Linked DNA regions of Macaca mulatta: region 2 is linked to region 1. A link is a contact called in public Micro-C data. All regions are on one chromosome and are shown on one strand. The core of a region is the stretch at or near the end of the contact, and the rest is flanking DNA. Distances in the headings are between cores, read along the strand shown. Region 1 has its middle 30 kb from the start of RIPOR2. Region 2 overlaps RIPOR2 (RHO family interacting cell polarization regulator 2).

Evidence for each region. A called contact is a pair of places that touch in the nucleus more often than the background predicts.
Region 2: a Micro-C map of CD4 T cells shows a contact between it and region 1, with 14 times the contacts expected there. The contact joins two enhancer-like sites. A contact is called at or near these places in 8 of 14 Hi-C or Micro-C datasets (CD4 T cells, blood, cortical neurons and 4 more).

Annotation. Positions count from the first base shown.
Region 1 is chr4:158,021,286-158,028,392 of T2T-MMU8v2.0, forward strand. It overlaps a transcript of CMAH not described here. Among named protein-coding and RNA genes, the nearest start is that of RIPOR2, 30 kb to the right of the region's middle. Within about 2 kb of position 3,221, at least 19 of the 40 cell types and tissues checked have an H3K27ac peak or open chromatin away from gene starts, as enhancers often do. A contact at or near this core is called in CD4 T cells and blood, where this site is marked.
Region 2 is chr4:158,242,063-158,249,158 of T2T-MMU8v2.0, forward strand. RIPOR2 (RHO family interacting cell polarization regulator 2) reads left to right here. Exons shown (of 24, transcript XM_078000913.1): 9 at 3,166-3,229. The region is part of intron 1 of LOC114677679 (a long non-coding RNA gene); the gene reads right to left. Among named protein-coding and RNA genes, the nearest start is that of ARMH2, 55 kb to the right of the region's middle. Within about 2 kb of position 5,814, at least 16 of the 40 cell types and tissues checked have an H3K27ac peak or open chromatin away from gene starts, as enhancers often do. A contact at or near this core is called in CD4 T cells and blood, where this site is marked.

The DNA.
Region 1 (7,107 bases), core at 1,971-4,470:
TTTTCAGCAAACTAACACAAGAACAGAAACCAAACTCATAAGTGGGAGTAGAACAATGAGAACATATGAACACAGGGAGGGGAACATCACACACTGGGGCCTGTTGTGGGATGGGTGGCTAGGGGAGGGATAGCATTAGGAGAAATACCTAATGTAGATGATGGGTTGATGGGCACAGCAAACCACCATGGCATGACCTGCACTTTCTGCACATGTACTGCAGAACTTAAAGTATATTAAGAAAAATAAAATAAAATAAAAATAAATGAAATAGTGGCATTCACGCAACCTGGATGAAACTGGAGACCATTATTCTAAGTGAAGTAACTCAAGAATGGAAAACCAAACATAGTATGCTCTGGCTTATAAGTGGGAGCTAAGCTATGAGAATGCGAAGGCATAAGAATGATAAAATGGACCTTGGAGACTCTGGGAAAGGGTGGGAGGAGGGTGAGGGACAAAACACTACACACTGGGTACAGGGTACACTGCTCGAGTGAATGGGTGAACCAAAATCTCAGAAATCACCACTAAAGAACTTATTCATGTAATCAAACACCACCTATTCCCCAAAAACCTATTGAAATAAAAATAATAATAATAAACAAAATTGTGCTGGAAAAAAACAGTCCAAGGCAAAGCGGTAAGTGCTGATGTAGAAACTGTAGCAAGTTACCCTGAAGATCTAGTTAGGATCACTCATGAAAGTGGCTACGCTAAACAACAGATTTTTGATATAGATGATACAGCCTTCTATTGGAAGAAGATGCCAACTAGGACTTTCATAGCTAGAGAGGAGAAGTCAATGCCTGGCTTCAAAGTACAATGTGAATCTTTTGTTCAGGGCTAATGCAGCTGGTGATTTTAAGTTGGAACCAATGCTCATTTACTATTCTAAGAACCTAGAGCCCTTAAGAATTATGTCACATTATTGTGCCTGTCCTCTATCAATGGAACAACAAAGTCTGTTTTCAGGTAACATATTTGTTTTCAGCATACTTTACTAAATATTTTAAGCCCACTGTTGAGACCTGCTACTCAAAAAAAATATTTATTTCTAAATATTATTGTTCATTGACAATGTGCCAAGTCACTCTGGTGCTGTGATGGAAATATACAAGGAGATTAAAGTTTCATGCCTGCGAACACAACATCCATTCTGTAGCCCATGGATCAAGAAGTAATTTTAACTTTTAAGCCTGATTATTTAACAAATACATTTCATAAGGCCATAACTGCCATTGATAGTGATTCCTCTCATGAACCTGGGCAAAGTAAATTTAAAACCTTCTGAAAGGATTCACCTTTCTAGATGCTACCAAGAATATCTGTGATTCATAGGGAGGAGGTAAAAATATCAACATTAACAGGAGTTTGGAAGAAGTTGATTCCAACTCTCTTGGATGACTTTGAGGGGTTCAAGACTTCAGTGTATGAAGTAACTGCAGGTGTGGTTGAAATAGCAAAAGAACTAGAATTAGTAGTAAATCCTGAAGATGTGACTGACTTGCTGCAATCTCATGATAAAACTTTAATAGATGAGGATTTACTTCTTATGGATGAGCAAGGAAAATGGTTTCTTGAGATGGAATCTACTCCTGGTGAAGAGGCTGTAAACATTGTCCAAATGACAACAAAGGATTTAGAATATGACATAAACTTAGTTAATAAAACAGTGGCAGGATTTGAGAGGATTGACTCCAATTTTGAAAGAAATTCCACTGTGATTAAAAGGCTATCAAAGAGTATCACATGCTACAGAGAAATCCTCTGTCAAAGGAAGAGTCAATTGATGTGGTAAACTTCACTGCTGTCTTATTTTAAGAAATTGCACCAGCCACCCTAACCTTTAGCAACTACCACTATCGAGGCAAGGCCCTCAACGAGCAAGAAGATTACAACTCGCTGAAGGCTCAGATGATCATTAGGATGTTTTTTAGCAATTAACCATTTTTTAAATTAATATATATAATTGGTTTTTAGACATAATGCTCTTGTACTTATAATGGACTATAGTAGAGTATAAACATAACTTTTATATGCACTGGGAAACCAAAAAATTTGTGTGACTAATTTTATTGAGATATTTGTTTTCTTGTGGGGGTCTGGAATCAAACCCACAATAACTCTGAGGTATGCCTGTAAATAATATATGATGTATATGTGCAACATATACATTACATGGGGGTGTGGGTGTGTGTGGGGGGGTGTGTGTGTGTAACTCCAAGGACAAAGATGTGAAGCACTTACACCAATCTATTAACAGGGAAAGGAAAGACAGGAAGGTAATAGGATCTTCTACCTCTTACTCTATATGCTTCTGTATCATTTAAATGTATTATTATAAAGCATTTTTATATTTGTGGAATTAGAAAAACAAAAACATTAGTATATATAACATTGTAAACCCTTAATTCCACCACTCTAACTCAGTTATAATATTTTTAGTATTCTTTTCCAGAAATATTTAATAGAAATTAAATATTTCTATTTTTACTTAGATATTTTATATCTTCTTAGGCATTTTTCCATATTACTACATGTTAAAATAATTATAATATTCTATATTCTGAATGAGCTGTAGCCTCAACTTTTCTTCAATTGTTGACTATTAAACAATCTTATGAAAAATATCATCCATATTACATTTTTCATGCTTTTAAATTCTTTTCTTGCAAGAAAACTCTTGAAATTGGATTATGGGATCAAAGGATCCGAACAATTGTTCTGAAGCATCTCCGTCTTCCAGTGAATGTGCAGGCTCATGTAACATGGACAATCTTCTGTGCCCTACCTAAACATGTATTTCCCATGGTGCTCCACAATGTGAATTCTGCAGAAACTGCCGCTCTGCTGTTTGCAAATGTTACTCGTACGCTCCTACTTTTCCAAAAATGCCTTCAACACCTTTAGAGTGATAATGTTTTCTGAGAAACCACAAAAACCTTATTCAGTGCCTCTATATATTCTAAAGCATTAACCAAATGTAAGAAAAAAGATATCAGAACTTTGCCTCCTTGTTATGGCCATGTTATTATTTTAACAGCGAAAAATCAAGGTTAGTTGAACCAAAAACATAGCTAAGCTAGATCTGTAAGAATAAGTATCTTCCCTGTGGACTCAGTTTTAATTTGAATGGAGAAAATGCGACCTTGAACAGTTGCAAGTAGGTACATTTGGAAACTGCAATGAACCTATGTTCTCGACAGGTGGCGGAAGAGGACCACATCGAACCCCTGCGGCCGGCGCACTAGTTCCTTTTTGCCCCTTTGAAAGCTGTAGCTGTGGACTCCATGAGGACTTCAAAGTAACCAAAGCGGCTGCCTTTCACCTTTTCAAGAATCTGTTTCATCTGATGTATCTAGGAAGAGAGGGGATTCCTTTGGGGTTCCAGTGATCCCTTGGAAGCTCTCCCTTGGGTCTTCACACAGACACCCCCTCCACCCTGTAGCCTCCTGTTCACCCCACCGCCTTGCAGGCTGATGTGTGGCACGCTTCACTGAAGCTTTCGGGTAATTAAGGACACTACGGAGCAGAAGGTTAAAAATTAAAGTTTTTTGCTAAGTATGACTTCCTCTTATTTTGGTGAAAAACCTTCCCTCCCTCCCTTTCTTCCTTCCTCCCTTATTCCCTCCCTCCCTCCCTCCCTTCCCTTCCTTCCCCTCCTTCCTGAATGAGATGGAAGATCTCACTATGTCTCCCAAGCTGGCCTCAAACTCCTGGGCTCTATCAATGTTCCCACCTCACCCTCCCTAGTAGCTGGGACTACAAGCATGCCCCACCACACCTATCTCTAAGGCTCCCTTCACAGGAGGACTCCTTGGGATGCACACAACTCCTAATCATTCTTTCCTGCTCTTAAATCCAGCCCTCTTTATAGGCAGAGGGAAAAAAATTGTCTCTCCTTCCTATCTCACCCAGGCATTCTTCACCCAAGATTTAGGAGACCCCTTCCACTCATAGGAACTCATCCTAGGGCCATGCCTGTTCCCAGGCAGTGCATTTCCAAATGAAAGATTTACACTAATAATTCCTCAATGGCTTCATAGGTGCAATCAGCCACCACCTTTATCACTGCAAGACCCCGGGGTCCATGGCTGAGAGGGAGGGAGCCCTGCTGGCTTTGGACTTCAAGGCCTCCTGGCATCCAGGGCAGGCTGGTACACTCTTAGCATGGCTGTCTTAGAGATCTTCCCATGGCTAAACATGCAGGTGAAGGTGAACTCAAACCCACAGACCTTTGAGCAATAAATGTTTATTTTCCCAGAAAGTTGTCTCCATTTTTAGGAAGGAAGGGATATTTTCCTAACTTGCCAGGCAGAGGAGTTCAAACTTCACTTTATTAGACAAAGCAATGTTACTTCTTGTGTTTTGAAGTCACTTCTCCCCAACCAACCCCCAAGCCCTGCTTTTTTTTTTTTTTTTAAATTATACATCTTTAGGCCAACCAGGAATAGGAAAGGGGCCTGTGTCTAAGACATTTATTTCTTAATGAACATTCCCTTCAGTACACAAAAGCTAGACTCCCTTAACTTTGAAATGCCATCTTGTAAGGGGTAGGTTCTTAGAGTCCTCCTCAGCCTCAGCCTTTGGGCAGATGGGAGTTGGATAGTTTTTTTCTTTCATTTACATAATTAAAAAACCAAAATGGGAGGATTGGACTGCTCTGTGTAACCACGGATATCACGCCATTGAAGGGTGCGGTCTGAATGAGAGAGCCTCATGTGTTAATAATTATCTGCTACTCACAAAATGGTAGCCCTGCCCAGTAATCCAGCTAACGGAGCTAAGAAGAGAATTTTTCATTTTTGAGGCATGGACCTACCCAATCTGGACCTGTGGAGAGCCTGTTTCCATTAAAACAGCATTTACCAACCTGGTCATTTTAGTAGCTGTGATTGGCTTGGGTGAATGAGACTTAGCAGTAAAAATTTTCATTTATCCCTTTTGCATGAAAAACCTCTAAGACTGGGGTAAATGTGCTTCCACAAAATAGGTCAAGTAAATTCTTATAAGGCCAAGCAATGAAGCAATGTTTCCAGGGGCCTCAGGCCAATAGTTCTGTGGAAAAAAAAAAATTAAAATATCGTGGCCTCACAAGCCAGGAACAAACATTTTGTTGCCCTCTGGGTAGACAGATGTTATTAAGCATTAAGTTCAACTAGACATTTGGGACTCAATGATTAGGGCATTTGTGACCATTGCAACAGTGAGTCCCAGCGGCCCGAACCCCACCAGCTAAAGTATCCACAGCTCTGGTGCATCTCTGTAGAACTTACAGTGAATTCCGAAAATGGTACGTGCCTAATAATTATTATTATTACGTTATCATTGTATACCTTCTTTTCTTTTTTACAAAGTGTGTATGAAGCCAGACTCGCTTCAATAATATTACCTAGGAAATGTAGCATTTGTGCCCCTGCCCAGAAGAGAACTATTTTGAGCTTGGTTGGGTCCCATCTGGAATTGACTTTTCCCGTTAAGAGGACAAAATACCAAACTTCACTCTTATTTCTCACTAGTGACTTGGGGCAGAAAAGAGGCAACTGGAGAAAAAGTGTCCAGATTAAGGAAAAAGAGCAGTACTACAAAATTGGACAAAGGGAGAAATCCTTCTGAGGATAATAATTCATCCTGGGCTTATATTTTGTAAAGCGTATTACAGAAAGTAAAAACTCCTTAGGGATATAATTGCAAAAACACTCTGAACTTATAGTGCTACACCAAAATGAAGAATTTTCTTTGATGCATGATGAGTTTTAGCATTTATCCGAGTTTGGCCCCCTGTAGAATAACTGTGGACACAGAGGAGGTATGAACTGGATAGCCAGAGATAAATAGAAACACAAATCAGAACAGAGCAGAGTTCATTCTTATCACCATACTCAGCTAAGGGTTTTCATCAATTTATATGGGAAATGAATGAACAATTCATACTAAAAACTCATAGTATCATTTACAGTTTATCATGTATAACGTTCAAAGTAACTGTAAGGAAACCTACAACTGATTCTCATTCCACAGTGTAGATTGGATTTCTACTCCTGCGCTAGTGTTTATAGGCTCAGGATTTGAAGAACCCTTGGGTGGTGGTCGATGAGATGACTCCTTTAGGGGGCTCTGCCTCGCCACTAAGACAAGATCCTGGGTCTCAGATAGAGTAGATCAGGTGAGGTGAGCTCCTGTTCCTTCTAGAGTGTCACACACTCCATTTCCACAGCACTCCTTTCCTCTGAGCCAGTTATAGCTCCCATTAAGTTTCTTCTTTCTTTGCATCTGTCAAGACCTCCACCATCCTCAGTGCTTACCTCCATGGCATCCCCAGCCTGCACCTCTCTTTCTCCAAACCCCCATCACACCACACAACTGAGCCTCTAGTTGATGGCTGGCCATTTAAGGTGAGTTAGTGTTGACTCCTCTGCAAGCCCTGGAAGTCAGGGACTACATCTTATATTCTGCGGTCATACTGCCTAAGGCAATGACATTTTCAGTTAATCCTTAGCAATAACAGTTAGCATTTATCAACTTTCATGATGTATCAGGTACTCTGTTAAGCATACAACATTGTTTCTTTTAAGATACAAAGATTTTGTTATCTCTATGTTGTCAATGAAAAAACTAAGGCTCAAAGAGCTAATTAGCCTGCCCAGTGTCACACTATCCATATGAATCCACTTGTGTCTTCCTCTACATGAGTCAGGTTTCTCCTATGCCCTCTGCCTGGGTGTAGGGGAAGGTGGTTCCGGTGATTTCATCTGGTCCCAGGACTTTGCAAGTTCGTAGCATACTCCCAGTGTGCCCATAAAACCTGTGCTTTGCAATGCTAAAGGTACTTCCGGAGACATGAGAGTGGCTAGTTGGGAGGGGAAGGGCTCAGGAGGCCTGGAAATGAGTTCCCAAAACACAAGCATTGGTTTAGGAGGAATTAGGACAGATGATTGAACAACGATTCTCTCTCTCCCCATCCTGTATCTGCTGCTTCTTCTCCACTTAGGACACTTTAAAAATAAATAAATAAATAACTGTCTGGGTTTAAGTATACGTGTGGATATTTTATTTTCCCAGCTGCAGCAAGAACAGCCTGGATGTTTCAGATTCTTGAGGCTG
Region 2 (7,096 bases), core at 4,564-7,063, 220 kb after region 1:
ATCACACCTGGTTAATTTTTGTATTTTTAGTAGAGATGGGGTTTTACTATATGTTGGCCAGGCTGGTCTCGAACTCCTGACCTCAGGTGGTCCGCCCGCCTCAGCCTCCCAAAGTGCTGGGATTATAGGCATGAGCCACCGAGCCTGGCCTAGAATAATGTTTTTTAAATGCATAAAATAAAATACATAGGAATTGAAAAGAAGAAAATATATTGAAATATAGTTATTTCAATATCATCAGTACAGTTTTCAAAATATTTCAAAAGCCCAATGTGTGACATAGTTCTATGCTGCTGCTTTATTAATACATCAAATTATAAGATCTAGTAGTGGCTCTAATAACTACTGAAACGTCAAAGTAATGAAAAGTATAAATGATTTTTTAAAAAGTTATCTGCAATAAATGATGGGACATGAACATGTATGTGATTTCTATCAGTGTCAAAGTCACAGGTATGGCTAATACTGCTGTGGCTCATTTTCTACCTTCATCATCCCTAAACATGTTTAATTTCAGTTAAATGTTAGTGAAAATGAAGATCTGACTCTTCCTACCCTCCCCTATCCTACTTTATAGACCTGCAGATTGAAAATTCCTGGCCTAGAAGCAATCTTAGTTCATGAGACCCCATTTCTGCAGATCTCTGAAATCAGGAGAACCGTTTCCGATTATAGAGGATGTTTATAGGACAAATGCTGATAACTGACCAGCAGCATGCAGGGACTGTCTGTGTTGGCATATTTGCAGGTCATTTCAGACAGAGCCACCCTTGATGAAGTGTCAGGGCATGGCATCATGACCTTGCTCACAAATTCAAAGACATAGAGTGCAATTTAAACTGCCTTAGAGAAGAAAGAAGTCCAGGACTTCTGTAGCCTCATACCACATTTGGTGTCAGGTGGTTTTATATCCTCACGGCCGGGTGCAGTGGCTTATACCTATAATCCCAGCACTTTGGGAGGCCAAGGTGGGAGGATCACTTGAGGTCAGGAGTTCAAGACCAGCCTGGCCAACATAGCAGAATCCCGTCTCTACTAAAAATACAAAAATTAGCCAGGTGTGGTGGTGTGCCCTGAAATCCCAGTTACTCAGGAGGCTGAGGCAAGAGGATCGCTTGAACCTGGGAGGCGGAGGTTGCAGTGAGCTGAGATGGAGCCAGTATACTCCAGCCTGGGTGACACAGCCAGACTCTATCTTAAAAAAACAAAAAAGCAAAAAGACAAGAAAGAAGTATATCCTCACATAACCACAAAAGCCAGGATTTTGTTATGATGAGGGTTTAAAATGAGGATTTAACAACGCGGTCAAGGTGGCTCAGGTGCATTTGCGTGTGCAGCAATGTTCATCAGTGGTTGCGGGGGTGGAGGGGTGCCGGGGGGTAGGGGTGGGGCGGAATTAAGACTTGTCCTCAAGTATTAACCTAGCTGCTCTCAAGTTTTTCAGAGATACTGGTAGCAATCCTGACATGCGTGATAGCGTAGTTGATATTTCCAGAAACTGTTTCTTCACAGAGGTGCCCAATACTCTGAGGAAGTAAATTGGTTTATAATACTGAGGCTTTGTTTTCAAGGCTTTCAAGCTACACAGAGCTCAGACTTCAGAAAGTTTTCCCCAACCTTGCTAGCTAGTTCACATAGTGAGAGCTTACAAGGGAAAAAGCAAAGCCATTCTCTTTGCATCCCATGAGAGTGATCATTTGGAGCAGAACAAAGAAACATAGAAGAATCAGAGCCTCTAGGCTGAGTTCCTCAGCATACAGAATTCAAATGGAAGCAATATCAGCCTGCACTAATCAAGCTGGCCATGCTTTTGTCAGTGAGGTCACCCTCGAACCCCTAGCCTTGTGGGAGGCTGGCAACTGAGGAAGAAGCCTGCAGACATCACCCTGCATCAAGCTTCAATGGAGACGGCTGCTTAGCATAGCAGCAGCAGCATCCAGATTGTAAGGCTTACACTGGGAAGCCTTACATGCGGCAGAAGGTCAAGCAACAGAAGGGCCTCCCTGGGACTGCCGTGGCCGCAGCACTTTCCCTTTTCATTTCTAACTGCAGTTGTTCTATTTAGGTCCTCAGGTATTGAGGAAGTAGGGTGAGGATAGTTATGTATCTAACCACACGTGCAGATGGTGTTACTCCTTCTCTCTATCCTGTTCCTTCAACATCAAAGAGAGGACCACTGTCAGACCCAAAAATTATTTTTGGGGTGCTGTGGCATTGCAGCAGGAAGTTTGCCTTACTCATTCGAGCAGAATTCAACTCTTGTGCTCTTTTGGTCCCACATTTTTATTCAGAAAAATTTCAAACCTATAGAAAAATGGAAAGACTAGTACATTGAACACCATACACCTTTATCTAGATTTACCAATCGGTAATACTTGGCCATATTTGCTTTCCCTCTGTCTCATATGATCAAATCCCCCCTCCATCCCCCTCAAGTCATTTGACAGTAAGTGATAGACATCATGACATTTCACCCCATAAATATTTTAACCTGGATCTCTTTTTAAAATTTATTTGTAATTCGCAAGTAAAACCTGTTACATATTTATGGTGTACAACATGATGTTTTGAAGTATGTATACACTGAAATATGTAATACAATGGCTAAATCAAGTCAGGGATCTCTTACTTGTAATAACCTATCTACATTTCCTACATAACCACATACCACTACCACAAGTAAGAAAATTGACCTTCATCCTATAGAATTATATAACATATTGTCCATTTTCAAGTTTTCCCTATTTGGATCAATAATGTCTTTTATAACTGTTTTGATTGATTTACTTTCAAATCAGAATGTAATCAAGGTTAAGATGTTACATTTGGTGATTATGTTTGTCTAGTCTCTTTATCTAGAAATTATGATACTGCCTTTTTGTAGAATGCATGCTAATTCCTATAGTCTACCCCACATTCTGAATTTGTCTATTTTTGATATAATCTGACTTGCTCTTCTATGCCCTAAATTTCCTGTACACTACAAGGTGGGCTTAGACTCAGATCAAACATTTCGTCAACAATGTTTCATAGGCTGTGCTGTGTTGGGCAAAAGGGTAAATGCTTCTTGTTGTTCATGCAGTCATGCTCCTGTTAAAATGTCGTGTGCTTTGAGCTGTTGGGTGAAAGGCCAGTTCTCATGCTCATCTCCTGTCCTCTTTGCAGAATATGTGCACCATTGAAGCGGAGCTAGAGAATCTGCTGGGAGAATTCTCCATCAAGATGAAAGGTATTCTTTTCCCTGTTTAGAGAGAATAAGGAGCCATCTCTGCAGAGCGCAGAGCTCCTTAAAGTTTGAGAGCCCATGCTATTTTTATTTTCCTTGCAAAGACGCAGTGCCACCCACTCTCAACCCTCCCCACTTTTGATAGTTTACTGATGCTTCTCATGCTGAGGCTTACCTACACACACAAAAATATTATGACAGAATCTCAAACATACACAGAAGTGGAGAGAACATTATAATGAACCCCCCATAAACCCATCACCTAGATGTAATAATTAGCAAGATTTTGCCACGTTTGCTCCATCTCTTTGCTTTTGTTTTTCCTTTGATAAAAGAGAAGTCCTTTGATGAAATAAAACCCAGATATGTCAGTCTGCGGCTATACACTTCAGTATGCATCTCTTAAAGCATGGGGTTGTCATCTTACATAACCGCGATGCCAAGTACTGTCACATTTTCACAGCTAACAAAAATAATAAGCCTTGGTTATTAACCCATTCCATTATCAAATTTCCCCCATTGTCTCAAAAATGCCTTGTACATTTGATTAGTTCAAATTAGGATCCAAACAAGGTCCATGCATTACAATTGGTTGTTAGGTATATCTTTTAGACTTCCTTTAATCCAAAACAAACCTCTCCCCCCCTCCACCCGCTTTTTTTTTCTACCCTTGACTTGCTGTAGAAACTATTGTACGGAATGTCCCACATTCTAGCTTGTCTGTTGGCTTCTTTGTGGTGATGTTTAAATTCTTCCTTTAGCTCCCCATGTTTCTAGCAAACTAACTATGAAATTTTATAAATTTTGGTGTTAAACCCACAGAGAATTTTTCCCCTCCCAGTGCCTTTCTGGTATTTATTCCAGAAAGGTCCAAACTAGACACATGATTGAGTTATACCACAGCATCTTCAGAACAAAAACGAAGTCTGATTTTAGAAAACAGAGCATTGCTCAGGTGTTGTCAGATTTACGGCTCAGTGGCCAAGCATGGCTGTCAAATGAGCGGCCATCACAGCAAGTCAATTTCTCTTCCGAGTTTTGGCCCATTTGACTGCAGCGAAGAGGGCTGGTGCTTATGCAATTCTGAGGTTTCTTAGCAGCTTGATCCCTGGGTTGCTAATGGGGATTTAATCACCCTCTTTCTACTTTCTGCAATTAAGGGAGTAAAGAAAGGAGACTTTTTTTGAAAGGGCTCGACAGGAGGGCTTCATTTTCCAATGAATCATCTAACTCAGGAGGGAAATTATTCTGTCAAGCACTAGGCACTGACATGTGAGAGCCTGTCTGAGAATACCTGGAATAAAAATGACCTTGACCCTCAGCTTCCCAAATGGCTGCATGCTTCTCTTCCGGCAGACCTGGTAGGGAATCAGTTTAATATTCAGTGTTAAATTTCAACACTTGCTTTGCTACTGAGTCTGGCATCTGTGCTTTTTTCCATTTTTTAGGTCCATTCTCTACATTTTTGGGTCCTCACTTGAGTCAGTGGTTCCAAAATCACTCAGGTCCATAGTCCCACACTGGGCCCTGGAATTTTTATTTTAACTTTGAGGATGATTCTATCAGCAGCCTGATCGATCCTGGAAAACAACTGCCCTGAATCAGTGTTTAGCAGAGAACCTTCCCTCTACTTCCCCCAACACTCAGACGCCACCCACACAGACTAGCACAGTCGCAGAGTCTCGCAGCCTAACGGTAATGCAAATCATGCACATCGCCTATCGCTGCTAATATTAATACGTACTGTATTTCTCCTATTTCTGATATTCAGTATTAACAAATGCATCTATTTTTGTGGGATGGTAATTTCCTGATTTTACATATAGGAAATAGGGGCCTAGAGAGGCTAAATGACTTGTCCCAGGAGTCACACATAAATTGGAGTCAGACAAGAAACTGAATTCCAGGGTTCTTTGTTCCTAATGCATTCCCACCTCTAACTCCATGTTATGAGGGAAGTTCAGAGCTGAGCAGACAACATAAACCATTGCTCAAAGAATGGTCTCCTTTATGGGCAGATCCTCTTCAACCTAGCACAGAGGCACGCACCCTGGGAGTGAGATGGGAGGAAAGGGACCACCCTCGGACCAGATCTGGAGCTTCAGGCTTGGTGGTCAGTGAGGGGATGATGCTGGAGTCCCTGCCACCTACTGGGGGACTGGCCACCCCGCTACATCACAGCCCTGATGGGCTGATGAACTTGCTGTGGCTCCCACTCCTCCGTCTCCCCCTCTCTCTGTTGTTCTTGCTCTCCTGCCTGATCTTCCTGAGAGTCTACCTGAACACTTGGTTTCTTCCATGGGGTTTTTCAGGCCTGAAACGGAATCTCCTTCCTCATTGATAGACTCCTGTCTCCTCCACTGTCCTCATCTAACATGCAAATTCAGAAACTACATCTGTGAAGCCTTTCAAGGGTAAACGCCCCCATGGAAATCTTTCTCTTCCTCCATAAAGAGAAAGGGAAACCTTCTCATGCTGCCAAGAAATCCTATTGTCTTTGCAATCAGCTGCTTTCTCATCTGTTATTCATTCTGGTAAAAACTACTTCCAACATACATATTGACAAACTGAGAGTATGTCATAATACTCTCAGACCCAGCAACCCCCAACTTCCTTGCACCACACCCTTCCTCACTTCCCTTTTGCCCCACCCTCAACACTAGACAACAACTTTTTGGGGTAGTGATGTTAAAGAGAATAGAGCAAGTACTTACCAAGTGCCTGCTATTGGCTAGGCACTAAACTGCATTCTGATGACTGGTCCCTGGCCTTGAGTTCCACATGGTCTACCAGAGAAAAGGGACATATGAGGCTGTGCATTCTCATCCAATGGAATGAATGACCACCTGTGTGACCATGTTTGCTACAGAAGCAGGAGGGGAGAGGAGGAAAAGGTTGCCACTCACCTCTCCAGGTGGGGAGGGGAGCAGGAAAGAGGAAGGCTTCCCAGTGTAATATATGGTGAACAGCACCAGAATAGCATTCACCAAACAGAGGAAAGCCTGTTCAGAGGTGACAAGTAGACCGGTGTGGCTGACGTGCTTGTCGGGAGAAGAGCTATGGAGAATTAGTTGGGTGTTGATTATAAAAATCCATGAATGCCAGGCCGAACGGAGAGCACTTAATCTGCAAACTATCAAACAGGATGGAGGTAAAGAGATGTAGTTCCTTAGAGCAAACTAGTTCTCCAAATTATTACTTGGTTCAAATGAAGTTCCAGGCAGTGTATATATCCAGTCTCTGCTGGTCCTTACAGTTTCCAGGGCAGATCAACATTCCTGAGAAGGAAGAACCACCACTGAGCTAGTAAACTTGCATTATTTATGCCTAGTCAATAAATCAGTAAGGCCTGTAATAGGAGCTCCTGACTGTATAGCTACTTGGTTGGTTGTCTTAAAGTAGGAAGTGTGAAGGGAGAAATGATGGAGAGTGTTCTGGCAGAATGGTGTCTGAGCAAAGGAAGGCAGGCAAGAGTAGGCAGCTGCTGTAACACCCTCCAAACGAGGCTGTGGAAGAGGTATTAGATCAGTAATATGTGAGTACCATGAAACATCCAAAGGTATGACCCCTGCAAGTCCCCCATGCCCACCCTCAGAGGTAACCCCCATGCTGGTTTTTTGAGTGAAAGCTAGAAAGCTTTCATTAAGCTTTCTAGATCATGCACTAGTAATCACAAACTGTTGAGAAAACTTGCAGCTTTCTCTAACCGTGAAAATGCCAGCAGGCCCCCAGACAAGAGCCTGAAAGAAACCTGGCCAGGCCTCAAAGACAGACTGTAACTGTCATTGCCCCACTGTTAGTGCTAATTCCGTGGCCAGTACCACCAGTGGCTTACACTGCAGACAGAACTTTAAGAAGCACGGCACAAAA